Linked DNA regions of Mus musculus: region 2 is linked to region 1. A link is a contact called in public Hi-C data. All regions are on one chromosome and are shown on one strand. The core of a region is the stretch at or near the end of the contact, and the rest is flanking DNA. Distances in the headings are between cores, read along the strand shown. Region 1 overlaps Taok3 (TAO kinase 3). Region 2 overlaps Ksr2 (kinase suppressor of ras 2).

Region 1 (2,700 bases), core at 148-2,647:
CCTGGCTGGCTTTGAACTCAGCAGTCTGTCTACCTCTGCTTCAGGACACTGGGACTAAAGGCATGGGTTAGCAATGGTAGCTTGAGCCTTGCTTTTGTGGTTATTTGGTTTTGTTTTATTTTTTTAATTGTTGATTTGTTTTGTTTTGGTGTATTTGTTAGTTTCTTTGTTTTTTCAAGACAGGGTCTCTCTGTGTATACCCTTGGCTGTCCTGGAAAGTCACTCTGTAAAGCAGGCTGGCCTTGAACTCTGCCTGCCTCTGCCTCCTGAGTGGTGGGATTAAAGGCGTGTGCCGCCACTGCCCAGCAAAGCCACGCTTTTAAAAATAAAAATTTAAAACCAATGTCACTGAAATCCCAGATAACATGGAAGTTCTATGCCGATTATTTTTCTCTCAGTTTACACATCATTTCCATGTGTAATGTAGGTTTTTTTGTTTTTGTTTTTTTTTTTAGTTGTTTCTTGATTGGCTGTGTTTTAATTGCAGGTGTCTATCTGCACAGCACTTTGTAAAGATTGTTATTTTATCTTCTGCAGAGCTGGGGACCGAATCCAGGTTCTCATGTAGCTAACGAGAAGTCCATGTTTATCCTCCACGACTGTGATTAACACCGTCGTGACCACAAGCAATCCAGGGGAGTAAAACACTGAGTTTCTCCTAGGTCGCAGCCTATCATCTAAGCAAGGCAAGGCAGGGAGCTTGGGAAGGCTGCCTCCTGCCTTGCTCAGGTAGCTTTCTGGTCTGGCCTGAGCCCACTGTAGAGAGGTGGCTCGACCTATAAAGAGCTGTGTCTTCCTACATCCCTACATCAATTAGCAATCAAGAAAATGCCATACAGACATGCCCATAGTCCAGTCTGATGGAGGCAGTTCTGTACTTGAGGCTTCCTCATCCCAGGTGACTCTAGGTTTATGTCAAGTTGACAGCTGAAGCTAACTGTGACAGGAGGTAAGGGCTATACCAGTAGCCTGCAGGCTTAAAGGATTTCTTTAAATGCAAAAAAAAAAAAAAAAGGTGGGGGGGGGCACTGATTTTGCATTTGATTTAATAAGCCCTTTGGACAATAACCTAGATTTCCTACATGACACAGACTTGTGAATGAAACATGCTCAGAGTGACAGATACAAAATATGTGTGTGTGTGTGTGTGTGTGTGTGTGTGTGTGTGTGTGTGTCTAGGTGCTAGAAATTCAAATGTCACAGCTGGGTAATTTGCAAATTTCAGCCTTGGAAGAGCCTAGAACTTCCTTCTGAGCCTGGTTGTGGGTCCAACCCCTGGCTGACTCATTTGAGGAGCAAGGCCTAGCAACAGGAAGGTTTTGGCAAATGCTCTGTGAAAGGGCAGAGATGACTGGGAGGGCAGCCTGGGTAAATACCCCCGGGCTGAGTCACCCAACAGAGTGTCTTTAACTCTGTCCAGTTGCCCGCTCGCTGGCTTGCTCGCTCGCTGTGTGATCTGGCCACTTTCATCTAGAGTTTTGGTTTTCATTTCCCTAAATCCCAGCCCCAGATGACTGGGCTGTAGAGTCATTCCTGTCCTGTCAACTCAGCCGTGGAAGGGTTTCCTTCAGCCCAGCAAAGCAGTTGCTGTTGACCCAAGCCTGGAAGTGAAACCCTGTGGGGCGGCCTCCCTCCCCTTTCCCTCTGCAGTGCCTCACCCTCCCTCCTAGTTTACAGGCAGGAGGCTGCAGAGCTGGCTCAGTGGGTAAGAGCACCAACTAGTATGCCAAGGGCCCAGGTCAGATTCCTACCACCTACATAGCGCCTCACAACCATCTGGGACCCCAGTCCTGGAAGATCTGGAGCCCTCTTCTGGCCTCTGTGGGCACCAGACATGCACACAGCACACAGACAGGGAAAACACCCATACGCATAAAATAACTAAATCTAAAAGTAAGTTTAATTTATATGTGAGTTTTATCTGATGGCTTGTTTGCTTTTGCTGTTTATTTAGTGTAGGTGGGGAGTGGGGGCCATGGCACGCCTGTGGCGGACAGAGGACAACTTGCAGGGATCTGTTCTCTCCCTCCAGCCTGTCTTCCTCAAGACAAACCCAGGTCATCAGGTTTGCTAACGAGTGCCTTTACCAGCCGCATCATCTCTGATCCCGTTCATGGGTTTCAAAGCCCTACTCTCTTTCTCCTGATGGAGTCTCTTATAGCCTTACCAGCCTGGAACTCACTGTGTACCCTTAACCTTGATCTCCCGGTCCTCCTGCCTGTACCTCCCAACTGCTGGGATTACAGAGCTGTACGGCCACTTCCCGTTTATGTGGTGCTGACGAGAAAACCCCTTCATGCGTGTTAAAGCAGTCATTTTCCTGACTGAGCTACACCCCTGACCCTACAGTGTGTAGGGTCACATTTATCTTTGCTCTTTTCCACTGTTTTCCTGTTTTCAGCATCTTTTCCCTTCTTTAGGGACAGCCTCCCTCCCTCCCTCCCCACCACACACATCCAGGCTTCAAGTTCCCTGCAGATTTAATGCAGGGCTAGCAGGGCAGAGCCTCAGAAGGTCACACCTCAGGCTTGTTGTGTGAGGTGGTGATACTACAGGCCCCCTGTGGAGATAGGCAGCGTTACTCCACAGCTCAAAATAAAGTGGAGCGTGCAGGCTTGTGACACAAGCCGTGAGAGACAAGGGGAAAAAAAAACCTCCCAGGCTAACTCAGTGGTGTCTGGGACAATTAGCCCCTGAAGC
Region 2 (2,700 bases), core at 96-2,595, 330 kb after region 1:
TGGAGCCCAGTGGGGGCTTCGTGTGTGTATTTTTAACAAGATCCCTGGGGTGGGGGTGCCCTAGCGAGCAGAGTCTGACACTCAGGGACAGAACAGGCTTGGGGCAGTTATGTCCCATTAGCTAGGCTCATGGCCTTGGGCGGTTCAGTGGTTACTCAGTGCCTCTGCTCTCTTCGCTCAACCCTTAAGGTACAAAGTATGACAATCAAATTTGGTATTAGTAAAGTGTTTATCCCAGTGCCTGGCACACTGTAAGCCTTATAGCTATGAATTCAACCATGACTAGATTATTTTTAAATAATAGTTGATGAATTAATAGCATGGTTATCAATAGACTAGTAGATACAGCAAGTATGTCAAAATCAACAAGTGTCAATTTTGCTGCAAATTTAATAGAGATATGGTTATATTTCAAACTCATGAATGCACGACTCTATATTACATTATAAGCATAACCATATTATGGCATCAGGCTGTTATAACATAAACGTTAATATTATAATAACATTGATGCTGGGGAATGTAGCTCAGTGGGTAGAGCACTTGCCTGGCCTGCATGAAGCCCTGGGTTCCATCCCCAGCACAGCACAAATGACATGAGGCGTTGCCACATCTGTATGTCTAAGCATACAGGAGGATCCAGAGTTCAGCATCACCCTCGGCTACATAGTGAGTTTGAGGCCAGCCTGGGCTACACAAGACCTGTCTCCAAAACATATAAAGAGTGTAATAATGTTCCTGGAAGAAATACCGGGGAACTGAGTGTCTATACTGTGAACCTTTGGCTCTTTGTAATGTTCCTTAACAGTAAGAGGAAAGATAGAGACAAAGTTGGCGCTGGAGATATGGCTTTGTGGTTAAGGGCAGATTGCCTGTATCCAATTCCCAGAATTTATATTGACCTGTTTACCTCTAGCTCCAGAGCTCTCTTCTGGACTCCATGGGGTGGGGTGGGAGGGAGGGAGAGAGAGAGAGAGAGAGAGAGAGAGAGAGAGAGAGAGAGAGAGAGAGAGAGGATGGAGGAGAGGGAGAGGGAGAGAAAGAGAGATGGCTGTCAGCTATCCTCAGCACAAATCAGTGGGCAATGGGATGTTCTACATCCCTTGACTGCCCCTGACTGACTGCACCCTGGGGTCCCCCATGCCTTGGGCTCCAGTCAGGGCAGAAGACCCAGGGTTCTCCTCAGCAAGGACCTCGCCTCTAGATGCAATAGACCCGGTTGTTTGAAACCTTCTCAGTCAGACAGTTCTCTCTCCTGTCAGCTGGCCCCTCGTGCAGGGGTGTTATGACAATGGTCGCCCTGGCAACCGCAGGATGGCCTTAGGCTTCTGGGTGCAGTGATTTCATTACCCAGGCGGGTTTGACAGCCTTAGAGCCTTGGCTACACGGCCAGGGATCCCGCCAGTCCTGCCCAGGCTGTACTTTGAGAAAGAACTCAGGGTTTTATTTCTGGAGGTCTGGTGGCCATTTCCAGCGATGTGCGTTTTGTCTAAATGCCAGGGAACACGGGCAGAAAACCCGCACCGGCTGATGGGGGTGTGGTGGTGGGGAGGTGTAACCATGGAAACCAGTAAACAAGATCATCCGTGATAAGGACGTGGGGGTGTGCGTGCGTAACTGGGTGGGCCTAATTTGGAAGGGAGAGCTCTGCAGGGTGGGAGGGTCACATCGCTGCTAGGATTGCCTCCAGATGATAGGAGCGACAAGTGCAAAGTCAGATCCTGTGGTTTCAGGCAGTTCGAGGCTGCAGGAATGGACTGTTCAAGGGCTGCCTGCATGCTAGCTGTATGACGTTGTCCCACACGTACCTCGGGGCGTGAAATGAGCCCCACATGTACCTCGGGGCGTGAAATCGGGGCGTGAAATGAGCCCCAGCCCAGGCTGGCTGGGAAGTTCACACAGGCTTGGAGGATCCAGGGCAACCCCTCTTCAGTGTTCCCCGCACCCTCCCTATTTTTCCAGACGCCTCTTTTTTTTTTAGCGAGATGTGACATGGCTTTGAGCAGGACCAAACCAAACGCCTGTGTATTTCCTACAGGTCTCTGTAGTTCGTCTTAGTTTAGGTACCGAGTGAAAAGTTTCCTGCTTAGGGATTTGAGACGCGGTTATTTTTAGAGCTGTCACATGTCTTGACTTTTAATTTTTTTTTTTTTTTTTTGGTGTGTGTGTTTATGCTGCTAAATTTACCATCGTGCTAATGCGGAATACAGTAATAAGGTGCGGGGGATGCTTGGTTTGGAGTCTGGGCCTGCAGACAATTTCCATTTGCTGTGTGAGGTGCCAGGCTTCCCTCTGGTGTGCAGATGGAGAATTGCACCCTAGGCTCCCTGCCTTGCTTGGAACTGCACCTGTGACCCTTGCAGGGCCTCAGAGAGTGTGCACCCTTGGACCAGCCTTGCTGTAATTTGAAGGTGGACCCTTTAAACTAATTTTTCCACATTAGCTCTGCGAGGACTTGAATTGAGGATGACCTAAAATTCAACTAGGCCACCAGGTAGGACGAGGCCACGGGGCGGGGCGAAGCCACCAAAGGTGTTTACCATGTGACTGTTTCAGTGGAGAAGCAAGGAGAGGACCCCAGAGAGAACATTAGATGTCCCAAGATCAGATCCTGGCCCTGCTTTGGTTGTGTGACTTTAGCGTGGGAGTCTAGCACCCCGGCCTTCATTTCCTCCTTTCTAATACACTTCCCATAATGTG

What was found. Hi-C and Micro-C count contacts between places; a contact is called where the count stands out from the background.
Region 2: a contact with region 1 is called in a Hi-C map of muscle stem cells, with 3 times the contacts expected there. The contact joins two enhancer-like sites. A contact is called at or near these places in 4 of 484 Hi-C or Micro-C datasets (the N1E-115 cell line, muscle stem cells, nephron progenitors and 1 more) and 4 of 115 datasets of contacts at active chromatin or transcription factors (astrocytes, bone marrow-derived macrophages, embryonic basal ganglia and 1 more).

The regions. Positions count from the first base shown.
Region 1 is chr5:117,157,319-117,160,018 of GRCm38.p6, forward strand. All of the region lies in intron 1 of Taok3 (TAO kinase 3), which reads left to right. Among named protein-coding and RNA genes, the nearest start is that of Taok3, 39 kb to the left of the region's middle. Within about 2 kb of position 1,398, at least 201 of the 459 cell types and tissues checked have an H3K27ac peak or open chromatin away from gene starts, as enhancers often do. A contact at or near this core is called in muscle stem cells, where this site is marked.
Region 2 is chr5:117,491,881-117,494,580 of GRCm38.p6, forward strand. The region is part of intron 1 of Ksr2 (kinase suppressor of ras 2); the gene reads left to right. Among named protein-coding and RNA genes, the nearest start is that of Gm42013, 8.9 kb to the left of the region's middle. Within about 2 kb of position 1,346, at least 72 of the 459 cell types and tissues checked have an H3K27ac peak or open chromatin away from gene starts, as enhancers often do. A contact at or near this core is called in muscle stem cells, where this site is marked.